Regions from separate parts of the Mus musculus genome. Here region 2 is linked to region 1. A link is a contact called in public capture Hi-C data. All regions are on one chromosome and are shown on one strand. Each heading gives the region's core, a stretch centred on a gene start, on an enhancer-like site or on the middle of the called end of the contact. The rest is flanking DNA. Distances are from core to core; before and after follow the strand shown.

Region 1 (7,860 bases), core at 2,730-5,229:
GGCCCAGTAGGTCCCCAGACACATCCTGTGGTCATTTCCCCAGTCCCAGAATGGATAATTGGGATAGATATACTTAGAAATTGGCAGAATTCTCTCACCCTTACTTTCTTATTCATCCCCAAGATCTAAATAACTTTAAAAGTCCACAATCTTTGCAAATTCTTACATATTAAAATTTCAATCCTTTTAAAACATCCAATCTCTTTTAAAATTCAAAGTCCCTTTACAATTAAGTCTGTTAGCTGTGGGCTCTACTAAAATACTTTCTTTCTTCAAGAGGGAAAAATATCAGGGCACGGTCACAATCAACAGAGCTGACAGTGTGGCCGGAGGAAGAGAGGCCAGAGCGTGTTCTGGGGGTGGCAGCACCTAGGAAGACAAGTCCCTAAGAATCATCTTAGCTCTGCATCCTGCCAGGCTCCTTTTTACCTGGGAAGGTCACTCATGGAGGTGCTCAGAGGAGGCTCCCTGGATCTCTGCAGCCTTAAGGACAGTGTTCTTAAGCCACTTTATAGGATGAGAAAACAGGTACAGAGAGGTCAGGTCCCTTGCCTGAGACCACGTAACTGAGCAGAGGAGCCGAAACTGGGCCAGGCTGTCTGCTACAGCTGCTCCTAGTTGTGTTTAGGCTCACCTAGTATGGCAGCACCCACTGGGAGCTGGGCAGATGGTCATAGCAGGTCATACAGCGTGGCTTTGTGTTAGTGAATAATGGCTACAGTCTCCTCAACAGGACAGTAGGCTGGCAGCTGGTGGGCCATCAGAATGTTTCATGATTAAATATCCCCTGTGCCGGCTCTCCCAGGAGTCAGGAACTATGTCTGCCTGTACCCTTGCCCAAACCCAGTGCCACACCAGACCCTGGGATATGATCTTCCCAGGACTGCTTTAGTGCGCCTACTGGTTACATCTGGTGGGTGGAGTCCCTGACAGAGGGTTTCCTGTGTGTGTGTGTGTGTGTGTGTGTGTTTCTCTGTGTGTCTGTGTGTCTGACATGCTTGGCAAACAAGGAAAGAGAACCGGACCACAGCACACTGTGAGAGCAAGGGAGGAAAAGCATTTCTGAAGGGAAGAGAACAGTTTGCATGCTTTGGAACAAGGGGTCAATGTATGTTGGCATGCTGTCCCAGGGGGCCAAGTAGTGTCAAGGATTGGGGGCAAGACCCATGACTTACGCAAGCACGGGTGAGGGTGCTGGGGTGTGGCAGGTCGCCAGGGCCAGTCTCGATGGGATGGGCGACAGCTCTCACACCCTGGGCCAGTGGTGTGGTGGCGGCAGCGGCAGCGTGGGGGCTGGGCCCGAGTGGCACAGCGGGCAGCGTGGCCGTGGCACTGGCAGCGGCCTCTTACTCCAGTGGTCACCAGCCCTGCTTTTCCCCCGAACTCCACACGGAGGTAGCTGGCCACTATCCTGGTCTTGGGGCCTGGGGGGGAGTGAAAGGTTACCTTCTTGGGGCCCCCCAGAGCCCCAGGCCAGGCAGGCCTACGCCATAGTGGCCTCCAGGGCCCCCCAGTGGCCCAGGCAGCAGAAAGAACCAGGGCTGGAGGTCCCGCTGTGCAGAAACGCAGGGTCACAGATGTCAAGAGGAAGGAGCCGTCCAGGTCCAGGGTCAGACTACTGTTGCAGGCAGGGCCAGGGCTGGCTGCAGGAAGAGCACAGGTCTGAGAGCAGGGGGCTGCTGCCTTGCCAACCAACTGGGTCACTGGTGGGAGGCAAAAGCGAGGGCGCCCTCCTGGATCATAGCATGGGTCTGAGGTGGCCTGGCTAAGGAGGAGCAAGAGGCTGAGGGTAATGGGCGTGGTCACAGTAGAGCCGGCACCTGTAGACAGAGGTGGCAGATGGGGTCAGTTGGTGTCCACCCTGCTGAGGATTCCTGCAGACCCTGCATTCCTCCTGGTCCTGCCTGAGCCCCCTCCCCAGCTGCCTCGAAGCGAGGAAAATAGTTCCATCTGGGGAGAATTACTGTTTACATAACCCACAGGGAAAGAACGCAAGCAAAATTGAGAATTTTGCCTGAACTAATCCAGAGCTTAACACCCCAAAGTTATCCATCAGTGTCGAGGGGTAGAGGCCCTGGGGAGAGGGTGAGGGGAGATGAGGAGCCAGCAGGACCGACAGATGTGAAAACCTAGGAGAGCGAGTCACGGAAGAGATGGAGGAGCCTGGCCGAGAGAGGAAGCCCACAGAGAAGAGATGGAAGAGCCTGGCCGAGAGAGGAAGCCCACAGAGAAGAGATGGAGGAGCCTGGCCGAGAGAGGAAGCCCACAGAGAAGAGGAGCAGAGTCCAGCACAGACCCGGGGAAAGCCGGAGGCTAGACAGGGCAGGGCAGAGGACCGGGTGTCCGGCTGGGTAGTTGGATGGCATGAAGCTAGAGGCTCTGGGGCTGGGAGGGAAGAGCAGGTAGGCTCAGAGACAGGCATGAAAGCCCAGGGGAGGCTCGAGAGGGAGAGGAGAGCTACTACTGCCTGGCAGAAAATCAGAAGAAGAGGCCTTGGCCCACGTGGGTCAGAGTGGAAGCCTTTCCCACATGGGGTTCTAACCTTGTTCTCCACACCCAGGGCACGGAAGGCGGATTATTGCCAAAAAACCCTGGCCTCTCTGCCACCCACTCCAGCCCTCCACCCTTAACCCTTTCCCCTCCAGGTGTGTAGCCAGAGAAGAGTGCTGAGGGAAGGTGGTGCTGAAGGAGCTGGAAACCAACAAAGCCTTGGAGTTAGAGAGCAGACCCCTCAGGTACTGGGAAGGCAGAGCCTGGCCTTCCTTTAGGGCTCAGGGTGTTGGGGCCCTGCACTTACTTTTCTGGGACTTGCTGGGAGGTGGCCCCACTTGCTACCCCAAATCTCAGACCTGGACCCAAATCCCTCCACACTCCACAAGCACTCAGCCCCCGAGCAGATGGGGGCCAGTGCTGGGGGTAGATGATATGGGAGGAAAAAAAGCAGGAGGTGGCATAAGGTGTGTGCCCGATGCCAAGGCACTTAGAAACCAGAAATCCAGAGCCTAAGGAGTGCTAGGAGCCAGAGGACTAAGGCTTTCAGCTTCCCCCACATAGGACTGGGGATCTTGGGACTTTCCTGAGCCCCCTGCATGTACCCTTACCTCCAGACATCAGAGCCCTGTGCTCCACTGACATTTCCCAGGCAGGGTGCCTCCCTTGCCCAGTCCATAGACTCCCTGCCCCCGGGAGTCTGAGCCATTATGCACCCATAGCCTCCCCCACCCCAGCCCCTCATGTAAACACGTTTCTTGCTAGGTAATTTCAAGGTCCCACCTTCCGGCTCTCAACACCGTGAAGTACCAGGCTGTGAGTTCTCTGTGTTCTTGGGGTTAGGCAGAAACTAGCCCTTGCCCGTTTGGGCCTACAGCATTCCTACCTCTCAGTGGCAGGCCCATCCAAATTCCCTGGGCCAGTGGGATCCATAAGGGACTCTGCCTGCCTGCCCCTCTTCAGCATGCACCTCCTACCTGGCTATTAGGGCCCAGCCATTGGTCAAACCTGCCTGGAGAAGAAAAGAGTGTCCTGTAGTCGGTCATCCCCACACTCTTCTGTAGGAGAAGCACTTGGAGGGCTCTCGGGAGGAGTGAGAGTGGCTGTTCTCAGGCCCAGGCTAGTGGGGGTTCTGGGCGGGAGCTGAAAGCAGAGCCCGCAGAATCCAACACTACCGCCCACCCAAACCCTAGCCAACAGCAGCCACGCTTTCCCACAGGGACCCTTGCCAGCCATGCCACCCGAGACTGCGTGGGACAGGAGCACTGTCGCCCCCAGCAGGCTTGAAGCTTGGTGGCCCCAAACAAGCCGGCCTAGAAGGATCCAAGCAGGTAGGGGTATGACTACAGCTTGGGGTTCTGGGATTGGGGTCCTGGCCTGTTCCCACTTGCCCCAGCACCTCTGGAGTTTAGCTTGCCAGCCCCTGCTTTTGGCCGACCCCAAGCCAGCCAGCCCCTCCCCATCCTGCATCCTCCTGCCCCAAGTGCGTTAACTCGGTGTTAAGGTCAGTTGCTTTCAAGCTCTAAAATTCCCAGCCTCAGATCAGCTGTAGGGGAAACCAGAGGCCAGTGCTACCTGCAAGGAGGGCAGCGGAGAAGACTTTCAGCCTGGCTGAACTTGGGGAGGAAAAGAAGGTAGCAAAAGCCAAAGGCAGCTCCCCCCTCCCCCCAGCCACTGGTGGATAAAGGCCCCAGGGCTTTTAGCCTGAAACACTTCCACAACTTGTTGTGTCTGAACATTTGAGTGTTGTGGTTTCTCTCTGAGCAAGATGAGAATATGTGTGGTTTGTTCCTGAGCACCCACCCCATTCATAGCTACTGTCTTGCCAGTGTGCAGAACTGGCCCAGGACAAGACTCAGGGACCTGGTGCCCTGGGAGTAAGAGATCCCTCTGTACTGCCGGGTGACCCTTGAGGCTGGGATCTTAGAGGAGCAGGGACAAGGACAAATGAGAGCTACAAGACCCACAGATGCAGGAGGACTAAGCTTTAAGAGAAGGCTCAGGCCAACGGATCCCACATCTGAGACCCATGTCCCCAGCAAGGGCTGTGTGAGCCATAGGGTGACACGTGGGACTTGTGGGTCCAGCAAGTCCTCCCCGGTTTGCCCCAGCCTTGGCACTGTCAGGCCACCTTCTAGACAGAAAGACGGGAAGCTGGTCTGTTCTGTAGACAATTGCGAATGGCTCGCTGTGGAGCAGGACAGATGGCTGTCAGACATCCAGAGAAGGTCTGGGTCTGCTGCAGGATCCTGCCTGCCTAGCGTGGTAAGTCCCTACGCTGTCTCCAGAGGGAGTTCTCCTCCTCACTTTGCTCTGGGTGCCTGAGCTGGCTGGGGGACCCCCAGAAAGCATCAGCTGTGGGGAAGCCAAGCCCACCCAGGAAGTGGCTGGTCCTTAATTCAGAGGTGCTATGGAGCTCCCCAAGTATCGAGACCCTAACCCTCACAGGGTCAAGCCTCGGGAGAGCTCAGGCCTGTTTGCTCTCCACAGTAGAGGGTCTCTGTCTGCAGCCTCAGGCAAAGGAGGTGGGTAGCACAGCCTCTCCACTGAGTCTTCCAGGCCTTGCTGTGGAACAGCCTCCAGAGGGCGCTCTCGGCATAGCCGGATGAAGGCTGGGCGTCACCTCAAGATGGCAGCAACAGAGCACTTCCCAAAGCTGCTGCCTTTACCAGGAAGTGTTCCGAGATCCACTCCCTCTCCCAAAGCCATCTTGAGCCCTTTCTCTTCTCTGCCCAGGTTCTCTGGCCCAGCTCTGCTCCCTGGTGCTCTGGCTGGGCTGGGCGATCCACTTCGAGTTGGCTAGAGAGCCAGGAGAAAGAAAATGACTGCAATGAGAAAAGAAGGAGCTGGGGTGGGGGAGGATGGGTTTGCTTTGCGGGCAAGTGAGGCAGTGTAGTGCTGGCGAGCATTGTATTTCTGTGAGACTTGGTGTGTGTGCTGTGCTGTGTCCTGTGGTCAGAGCTGCCTGACCTTTCTGGGAACCCAAGTTAAACTCCAAGAATGTTCTGACTTCCAGAAATGGTTAATAATAAAGTAAGGCCCTGGGATACAGGAGCTGAGGGGGCCTGCCTAATACTGAGGCTTGGACAGAGAATAAGCAGGAGAGAGCAGATATCAGTATGGTGCAGCAGACACCTGAAGACTTTGTGGGGCCCTGAGAGAGCTGGAGTCTGGATACATAAAGAGAGGAAGCGGTTGTTTGCCTTATCCTTAGGGTGGTGCGTTAGTCTTTTTTCTGCTGCTGTGATAAACATCAGGACCAAAAGCAACCTAGGGAGGAAAGGGTTTGTTTCAGTCTGAAGTTTACAGTCCATCATAAATGGAAGTCAGAACAGGAGTTCACGGCAGGAATTTGGAGGCAGGGACTGAAGCGAAGACCATGGAGCAGTGCTGTTTAGTGGTTTGCTGTCTGTGGTTTGCTCTTCTATAACCTAGGGTCACCTGCCCAGAGGTGACACTGCCCATGGTGAGGTTGGACCTCCCATAATAATTAATCAGGAAAATGCCCCCATAACTCCCCTACAGGCTATCTGATGAAGGTGTTTTCTCAGTCAGAAAGGTCCCTGGTAACTTATGTCATGTTGATGAGAAAAGCTACCCAGCATAGATGAGTTGTGCATATCAGAGTCCACACAAGCCCAGCAGTGCCAAGGCAGAGCCTGCAGGTTAAAACCGTGGTCTCCTCAGTGAGGGCCCACACTGCATGGTGCCCACCACAGCCAGTCAGTAGCAAAGGAAAGCAGATGGAGAAATGGGACTCTAACACCTGCTGCTGCTTCCTGAAACCAGCCACATTTGACCCAGCAGTGCCACCCCAGAGAGGTGCTCAAGGGAACCAAAAAGCATCCACATCGTGAGCTATGACAGCATTGTCCATCACAGGCAGGAAATGAAGGTAACCCATACAAACTCACATAGTGACAGGCCAAGGACAAGCAGGAGTCGCCAGGCCGGATGATGTACCCTTCCACATACTAACTACGTGGCTCAGCAAGTCACGGAGACAAGACCAGCTTAGCTAAGTAAGGTAGCAGAGGGGACACAGCCAGGGCTGTGGACAAACAGTCTTTGGGATGAAGCAGGTATTAGTCAGCTCTGAGCACACCAGAGGCCACACTAGTGGAACTAGGAGAACACTGACACGGGTGGATTCTTAGATATGCAAATTCTATTCCAGTGAAGTGATTACCAGGAAACAGGTTGAACACAGACCTACACGTAAAGGCCAAACTGATAAGGCCTACCTCTTATTATAGAGTGTTTCAGAAACAGGAAGTTGGCACTGCCCACCCCCCGAGTCCTGGCCCAGAAGCAGGTGCTTGTCTCACTTGCTATATTTGACTGCTCTTGGCAGGCACAGGTCTACCCAGAGCTGCAGAGTCAGGAGCTCTGGGCAGACTGAATCTGTTATAACACAGACAATGAGAGAATGCAATGCTCATGGGTACTATGGCCAGTCTCATCTTACAAAAGAAGAAACTGAGGCACACAGACTGAGCTGAACAATGAACCTGAGCCCATAGGAAGCAAAATCACATGGCAAGTCTGGTCTGTGTAAGCACAGCCTGTTCCAGCCTCTGTAATGCACAAGTGGAGAGTTCTCTTTTGTTCTCCCATGTTCACTAGCACCTGGGGTGTAGCAGAAGCAATCGTTCCTTGTGGGCTGGGCATGATGGGAGGATATTAGAAGTGCAGCCACTGGTGTGGGTATACTGCAGGCCCACAGTGGCGCACGCCTTTAATCCCAGCACTCGGGAGGCAGAGGCAGGCAGATTTCTGAGTTCAAGGCCAGCCTGGTCTACAGAGTGAGTTCCAGGACAGCCAGGGCTACACAGAGAAACCCTGTCTCGAAAAACCAAAAAAAAGAAAGAAAGAAATAAAAGAAAAAAGAAACAGCTCGAGCAAAGTAACTGTGCCGCTGCTGAGACAAGAGGTCTGAGGATGGGTGTGAGCGCCCTGCACCCAGCGTGTCCTGCTAGTTTCTCTGGTTTTGTTTGTGTTTTCTCGAGACAGGGTTTCTCTGGCCATCCTAGAACTCTCTCTGACTGGCCTCAAACTCACAGAGATCCACCTATTTCTGCCTCCCGAGTGCTGGTATTAAAGGCGCAGGCCACCACTGCCCGGCCCCTGTTAGTTTCTCTATTTAAAGGAGCCTCTTACAAAGCCTCCCCGATGTGGGAAATCTCTATGATTATTAGTCTTGCCCTTTGAAGCCATTACAAAGTAAGGTAAGGGTTACTGGAGCATAGCGCTGCAAACCTCCTCAGAGGGAAAGTCAGCTTTCAGGAACTGATTGTCCCCTGCCACTTTGTGACATCCAGGCATTGAGCTCAGGACATCAGGCCTGCCTGGAAGTGCCTCTGCTGGCTG
Region 2 (7,860 bases), core at 1,980-4,479, 250 kb after region 1:
TATTATTAGGAACAGCTGTCCTGGGGGAGGGATGTGGCCACTCTGGGGTCTCATAGGGACATGGTCTGGCCTGACTGGATGCTGGAACCCAACCCCGAACACAGGCTGTGACTAGGTGGAGCCTCTGCACTTGTCTTTCCATCTGCATCTCTTCTAGGGTTCTTCCATCTCACCTTCCCTCTCTTCTGGCTTTCTCCTTGTATTTCTTTGGCGGGGGTGGGGGTGGGGGGAGGGGGAGACGGACAGGGCTTCTCTGCCTAGTCCTGGCTGTCCTGGAACTTACTCTGTAGTGTTGGGACCAACAGGCTTCTGTTTGTGGTTCTTAGGATGAAACCCACGGGCCATGCTAGGCAGGGGTTCTACCGCTGAGCTATAACCCCAGACCCCTACAGGGAGATTCTAGGCAAGGACTCTGCCACTGGGCCACACCCCTAGCCCCTCATTGGGGGATTCTAGGCAGGGGCTCTGCCTCTGAGCCACGCCCCTTCCTCGTTAGTTCATGGATCTGCTCACCGCAGACTCTTTTCCCCTGGTTCTCCTCTCTTCATCTCTATTCCATCTTTTTGTCTGCCTGGCTACTCATCTTTATTTTATTTACTGTGAGACAGAGCCTTCTTGTGGTCCAGACTGGCTTAGAACACACCGAGATCCTCCTGCCTAGGCCTCCGTAGTCCTGGGATTGCAGGTGTGCACAGAACACATAGCTTTGACTATCTTTCTGCCTAGCTCCAGCTTGTTTGTAGTCTCTGGGTCTGAGGATCTCTGCTGAGATTCATCTCCATCCATCTGGCCTTTCTGACACCCGGTACCCACTGGCCTACTTCACCAGATCCTATACCCGTCTATCGCTTTCTTCCCTAGGCCTGCTGGGAAAGTTCTGACTACACCTCCTGCCTCCATTCCACCTTCTCTTCACCTCTTGCTAGGGCCCCTGCTGGCAGTTCCCACTCCCACCCCCCTGGGTAGGGCTGTGTCCCACCTTACAACCCTTGCTGTTCATGGAATCCAAAGTCCTCTTCAGTTCCGGAGTTGGGGGCTCCAGGAGCTCTACCTGCGTCCTCACACCCTGCTCCGTGTATGGTCCCACCAGATAGTAGTTGTCACCCCATTCATCCCCTGTCACCTTCGCCTTCGTCTGCAGCACAGTGTAGATGCCACCCACTGTGGGCCAAAGTGCAAAAGGACAGACAACCCCACCATTGGTCCATAGCTTTGAGACCTGGCAGGTAATGGGATGTATGTGGGTAGTATTGGGGTAGAAAATGGGCAGGAACCTATAATTGGGAATCAGGGGAGGTTGGGACTGGAGGGTAGGGGTCGTGGAAAAGCAAACCTGAGGATAGCCCTCTTGAGTTTATGGAGAGAGGGGACTGAAATCAGGATGCTGAGGGAGGAGCAGGCTCCAGTTAGACTCCTGGTCATGACACAGGAAGCACTCTTTAGTCTCCTAATTCTTAGAGAATTAGGAGCAGGAAGGCTCTAAAGCTCTTGACTTTCAGATGCAGTGGGAAAAATGGTACATGGCCCTATCCAGCTACCCAGTTACCTGAGGGAAGCTTGACTTATTATTCCACACCTTCAGGGCCCCTAACGATGCTAGCCCTGGGCTGGGACACAGGGACTGCTGGGCCCTGCTCCTCCTGTGACCCCACCTCAGATTTAGGAATCTGGGTCCTCAGCCTTCTCACCTGAAACTGGTACCCTGGTAGTACACAGCATTGAGTCTGCCATCTCCCAACATGCTGAGAGACCTAGTCTCTTTCTCCCCAGGATCCAGAAAAGGAAATGTTCAGATCCACAAGGCCCAGCTGCTGGGATTCCCAGCCCAGCCTTCTCATGAGCGAGAAGCTAGTGATCTCCCATACATACTGTGGGTGGGTTCCTCCCATCCTAGGGCCCAGCTCCTGACCAACTTAGGACTTCCAGCTTTCCCAGTCCACAGGGAGGGAGGCACCTCACTACATAGGAAGCCAGGACTTAGGCCCTGGGCTCCTTCAAACTCGACATTCAAGTTCCCAACTCTTTCCCACCTTGTATCTAAGAATTTGAGTCTCCAAGCCCCTCTTGGCTTTACACTGGTTCAGGTCCGCTATGCCCCCTGAAAAATCCATGAATCCCAACCTTTAGGAACACCCCAACTCCACAGTCACGTCCTCTGGACCACAGACCCAAAAGCTCCAGTGTTCCTTGGGCTTAGATGCACTAACTCCTTCCACTTTTAGATCTCAGGTCTCTCGGCCCTCGAAAACCTCCCTTCAAGACCCAGGAATCTTTCTCTGAGTGCCCTCTTCCCTAGATTGCAGAACCTGAAGCCTCCTTCCATCTTAAGAGTAGTCTCTTGTCCCTTCCCCCCAGGGCCTAGGACGCCTACTCCAGCCCCTTCACAAGGACACAGAAGTCACAGGCGCTTTTCCCAGGACCCAAGACTCCTCCACGTAACTCTTTTCCCGTCTGAAACGGAGTTTCGGGGCCCCATCCTCGCCTGCCCTTCTTGGTCAAGGGACCAACGCTGACGTTCTCACCCTTGTTGGCCACCTCCCAGGCCACCTCGAAAAGCACTGCGTTCTCGGGGTCGAATTCATCCTCCCAGTCTTCCAATCCTGGAAGCGAGGACACAGAGAGACTGCGGCTGAGAGGCATGGCTACTGCGGGCAGGGGACTTCGAGCACCAAAACTGGAAACCAGAGAGATCGGCTGGGAACGCAGCAGACTTGGTGACCGGTAGAGTTAGCGGGTGTCCCAGGGGAAGCTTGCAAGGCGCTCCGCTTCCTATTGCACGACCGCACCCCCGCCCCAGAGCGCTCCGACTCAGGTAGGGTGAGCTGAGACACTGAATCGGGCGGGCAGCTGCAGTGAAGCCTCGTGGCCGCCAGGAGGCACTGCCCACCCTGCTGGTCTAGCACGATTGGTCGGCGGCTGGGGGGCGGGGGCTATTGCGTCTACTTATTGGCGGATAGAATCCAGTTTCCTTGGCCAGAGGCTCCTGGGGAGCTGCGGGGGCGGGGCTTGTTTCTACGCAGCATGGAAGTGATTGGTGAACAGAGCTGTCAATCTCAGCTGTAGGCCCAATTTGGTGAGGAAGGTTGGACAGAGAGGGAAGGGATCGTGGAGGACGTGTGGTTGCTACAAAATGTGCTCAGAATTTTGCAATCGGACTTAGCAGTTGCAGGGCGGGGGGGAAGGAGGGGGGAGGAGGCTAGGTAAGAGGAGGAGGAGCAAGAGACGTCAGGAACCCACCCGGGATTCAGAACACCGGCTTTCCAATTTAGCCTCGCGGGCTGGGCGCGGCCTAGTGTACGCCCCCTACAGGAATTTTATATATCTTATGGGCCATAGAGATGACTGGATGACCGGGAGCCTAGAGAGGATAAAGACCGCGCTCCTAGCCGATTTCCGTTTCCGCTGAGGCATTGGCGGTTGGTGTGCATCATGGCAACCGTGGTAAGTGTTGGGTGCATGTGGAGGACCGACAATGACCCTTCTTAGAGAGTCTGAAGGAGGGAGCTGGAGAGGACTCTTGTATCTGAGGGAGGAGTGATAAGGAAGATGCCTGGTTTGACGGAGGAGGTCTGGGGAGTACTCCCGAGTCAGAGGGAGGATGCTGAGGACACCGAGTCTGAGCAATGGATACAGAGGAGAATGCATGTGTCTAAAGGAAGAGAGCAGAGGAGAATGCATGAATCTGACGGAAGGGGGCTGAGGAAGTCGCCAAGGAGGGCTTGGGAGGACACATGGATCTGTGGGAAGTGTTGGGAGGAGAGGATACCAGGGTCTGAGGGAAGCAGGCTGGTGTGTGCACCTTTGTGTTTGAGGTAGGCAGGCTAGAGCCTGAATCCCTAGATCGGAGGGACGATCACAGTGGATGAGGCCTGGTTTGGAGGAGGAGGAGGGCTAGGGAGGGTGCCTGGGCCTAATAGAAGAGGGCTGGACCTGGACTCCTGGATGTGGAGGAAGTGTATTGACCACTGAGGAAGGAGCTTCATTGTGGCTTTAGAAGCTAGTAGAGAAGGCAACAATGTATTCAGAATCCTAGATGTCAGGCATGGTAGTGAAAGCCTGCACTTGGGAGGCAGAGGCAGGTGGATCTCTGTGAGTCTGAGGATAGCCTGGTCTACAGAGCCAGTTCCAGGACAGCCAAGGGTTACACAGAGAAACAACAACAGAAAGAATCCTGGGTCTGATGGAAGAGTCATGTAGACACTCAGATTTCTCTGTGAATGAGTGACTAGCCAGAGCCTGGAGTGACAGAGTCGTGGTTCATCCCACAATGCGTTCTGGAAACTTCGTCTGCCTCTTGATGTAGTCAGTGACCAGTTCCAAAGTCTCATCCCAGTGTCCTGCGAGGTCTGAGACTGGTACCCTGGTCTTCTGGGGAAGATTAGTAAGTGGGAAGTTGTGTTGTGTGCTTGAGAGCACAGGTCACAGGAAAGTGTGTCCGAAGCCAGGAGTGTGACAGTGAGGAAGAGAAATAGAGTCTGGGTTCAGAGCATGGGGTCTTGTCCAGAGACTGTATTTTTCAGAACCTCACCTAGGGCACGTGTCTGTGCCATCGCACAGTTAGTTGAATGTTACAGTGAGCGAATAAAGCCCAGGAAGTGAGACCGGGCATATTGGGCCTGGCACTAGCTCCTCAGACTTCCCAGTGAAGAAATCTTGTGGCCTTGTGGTGTCCTTGATTCTGGGGTTGGGCCCAGGCAAGTTGTAGGGAGGTCAGTGGCGTCTGTTGCTGTTACCATGGTGAGGAAGGGCCTGCCTTTGCTTGCCTGTGTGTGACAGTAGTTTGGGGGTCTCATGCTCCTGCAGTCCACACAATCTCCTACAAAAAGAGGAAGGTGAAGGCTCCCACAGCAAGAGACAGGCAGTAAATGGTCCTGGGCTGTGGGCTATCCTGGAAGGCCTTGTTCCATTCCAGGAGGAGGCATCCTGAGCTGTGGTTGAGGGCCGCTTAGCTTTGTGGTTTCTTAGGTTCGTAAAAAATAGGAAAAGATGTTCAAGGGTCCACCGCCTGGATTTATCGGTCTCTTGTTTTCACCCTTTAGCTTGGGCTAGCTCCAGACTCGAGGCACTCTTTCTGACTCAGCCTCCCCAGTGGCTGCAGAAGTGCATCCTAGCAGGCACCCTCCAGTGTCCCCACACCTCCCTCCCCGAGCCTTTGGCAACCACTAGTCTACCTTGTATTTCTGGCATCTCTTTTGGATACTTCATATAAGAACCCTTCAACCCAAGCTGGGCAGTGGTGGCGCATGCCTTTAATCCCAGCACTTGGGAGGCAGAGGCAGGTGGATTTCTAAGTTCAAGGCCAGCCAGGGCTACCTACACTGAGAAACCCTGTCTCGAAAAAAACCAAAGCAACAACAACAAAAAAGAATCCTTCAACGTGAGGGTTTATTCACCATGTTTTCTGTGTATGGGTGTTTTCCCTCCGGATACGTCTATGCCTGAGGAGGCCAGAAGAAGGTATTGGATCTCCGGAACCAGAGTTAGAGTCAGCTGTGAGCCACCACATGTGTGCAGTCAGTTTAGCCTCGGTCCCCTGGAAGGAAGACCGGCCAAGAGTCCTCCACCCTTCTCTCCAGCCCCTGCGTGCAGTCTTTATTATGTGGGAGCCCACTCGCTCAGCACCTCTCAGTGGTCTTCCTGGGTGTGTTGGGGTCAGAGCTTCACTCTTTTTTCCTGCCTGAGTAATAGTCCATATTTGAATAGACCGAGTAATAGTCCATATTTGAATAGACCGTATACCGGACACATGGTTGTGAGTGGCCTTTGGCTGTTATACACATTGGCGTGCTCGCTTTGTGGGGACTCCAGTGCCTCAAACATTCCAGGAGGTGTTTACTCATATCTTTCTCCTGTGAGGGGAGACAGTGCTAGCTGCTTCTTCAGGAGGCCCTTGGATATGTTTATTGAATGAGCTCAGCACTCTAGTGTGTTGAACTTCAAACATGGAGTCCAAGGTGGGCCGGAGAGGTGTGGCCTGTTCCCTTGGTGAGACACGTAGGTGCCTAATGGGAGCCAGAGCACTGGTCTAAGAGTCTCCCTGCCATCCTCCCAGAGCTCAGAATGGGGACAGGAGGGTTTCCTCTCTGCACTAGGTCATGCCAGAGCTCTGGGGGGTGTGACACGAAGCCTGTTTCCCTGGGCCCCGTGGTGGGGCTGATCACTGCCATTAGTGATTGATGGCCCAGAGGGTGGTGGTGGCTGCTGTTGTGTTGCCTGCCTGTGCAGTGGGGGGCTCCTGGTGGGCAGCAGGACCTTGAGGGAGCAGATGAAACTGTGACAACTGGGAACCTTCTTACACGTCATCGTCCTCACCTGCAGGCAGCCACCACCAAAGTCCCTGAGATCCGAGATGTGACAAGAATCGAGCGAATCGGTGAGTGAGCAGGGTCAGGACCAAGGGAGACACCACTGCTTAGTGCCCAGACAGACAGAGAAGGATGCAATGGGGCCTTAGTCCCAGGCTATGCTGCCATACGCCTAGCATGCCTCCACGGGGTTTCTGGAACTTTGAGGAACATTGGAACCATGTGTCCGGCACACAAGTGCATGTTGGTCACATGCTCTCTGAGGGTGCACCAGGCCTTCCTCTTACCTGGTGTGCCTCAGGCCTCAAGCCATCAGATTCATGAGTGCTGGAAGTGGTGCTGGAAGTCTCCTGTGACCTTGGGAGGTGGAGAGTCAGTCATCCTATCCCCATTGAGGAGACCAGCTCTCAGAGCAGCTGTGTAGGAAGCTTCGCTCACCACCTGTAGCAAGGTGGGCAGGGCAGGGCGGCTCCCAGGAGGAGGATGCCAGCTGTGCAAGAGGCCACACCCACTTGTTCAGCTGTCACTCAGCACCTCTAAGACACAGTAGAGGACTATGGGCTCCAACTGCAGGCCCTTGGTGGACGCTGATCTTTCTACTTGGCTAGACTAAGTAGACCTGCCTGTGTAGACCAGATTGGCTTCTAACTCGCAGGGATCCCCTTGCCTCTGCCTTCCGAGTGCTGTGCACCACCGTGCCTGGCCTTGTTTTTCTTCTCCAGGCAGTTTCCTATAGGCTGGCCCTGAACTTACCGTGTAGCTAAGCATGACTTTTAACTCGTCCTCCTCCCAAAGTGCTGTGATCACAGGCACGGATCCCTGTGTCTGGCTGATGAATTCTACCTTTTTGAAAGGAAGCACCCTCTCACTTCAGTGCTTGAGTTAGAACCCAAGGTCACATGCAGTCCCTGTGCTGAGTCTCATGTCTTCCAGAGGGGACACAGCTCACTGTAAGAGTGTGGTGTCGTGGAGGCAGTGGGTGGTGGGTGGGCCTGGTACCTGTGCCCCTCTGAGGTTTATTGCAGAGCCACTAGCTGCTGTACCAGGGTGCTGTCCTTACCTTTTCCTGGATGGCCTCTAGGCTCGGCCCTAACCTGTCTCTCCGCATCCCTGTGGCTGGGCCCCAGGCTGGGAGAATGGGAGCAGCAAGCTCTGGCTTGTCAGTGTGATGTGGAAAGGCAGCACCTGGGTGCCAAGTCCTTGTGTCCTCCCACAGCGCGGTCCGTTAGCTCTTGAGCTCAGTGCCTGGGGCTTTGGTAGCGTCATCCAGCTCTTGGATGCCACGCACGTAACGGTGCTCTGGCATCTTCCTGCCTTCGTTTGACCAAGAGAGCAGCCTGAGCTCAGCAGCCACACGGTGCTGCTTAGACCAGCCAGTGCTGCCTAGACCAGCCGTAACTCTGCTTCCCTTCCTCCAATGCAGGCGCTCACTCCCACATCCGGGGGCTGGGACTGGATGATGCCCTGGAGCCAAGACAGGTAGAGCCATGGGGCTGGGCACGTGGGCTGTTCCTGCCAGGCAGGTCTTCGGGCCTCTTGATTCCATACTGAACCA

Evidence for each region. Capture Hi-C pulls out chosen DNA fragments and counts their contacts.
Region 2: a contact with region 1 is called in a capture Hi-C map of embryonic stem cells, with 4 times the contacts expected there. The contact joins the promoter of Ruvbl2 here to the promoter of Ntn5 in region 1. A contact is called at or near these places in 12 of 39 promoter capture datasets (the 3T3-L1 cell line, the C10 cell line, cranial neural crest and 7 more), 2 of 15 datasets of contacts at CTCF or cohesin (the NIH/3T3 cell line and embryonic stem cells), 7 of 484 Hi-C or Micro-C datasets (cerebellum, differentiating embryonic stem cells, embryonic stem cells and 1 more), 12 of 115 datasets of contacts at active chromatin or transcription factors (the SCID.adh cell line, bone marrow-derived macrophages, embryonic stem cells and 4 more) and 5 of 9 other capture datasets (adipose tissue, embryonic stem cells, liver and 2 more).

The regions. Positions count from the first base shown.
Region 1 is chr7:45,680,141-45,688,000 of GRCm38.p6, reverse strand. It overlaps Ntn5 (netrin 5), which reads right to left and starts at 3,979. Exons shown (of 7, transcript NM_001358870.1): 1 at 3,503-3,979; 2 at 1,176-1,820. The coding sequence starts at 3,536. It overlaps Sec1 (secretory blood group 1), which reads left to right. Exons shown (of 4, transcript NM_001271578.1): 2 at 2,646-2,735; 3 at 3,710-3,821. The coding sequence starts at 3,725.
Region 2 is chr7:45,429,833-45,437,692 of GRCm38.p6, reverse strand. Ruvbl2 (RuvB-like protein 2) reads left to right here and starts at 3,229. Exons shown (of 15, transcript NM_011304.3): 1 at 3,229-3,441; 2 at 6,319-6,373; 3 at 7,729-7,784. The coding sequence starts at 3,430. It overlaps Gys1 (glycogen synthase 1, muscle), which reads right to left and starts at 2,854. Exons shown (of 16, transcript NM_030678.3): 1 at 2,523-2,854; 2 at 980-1,161. The coding sequence starts at 2,640.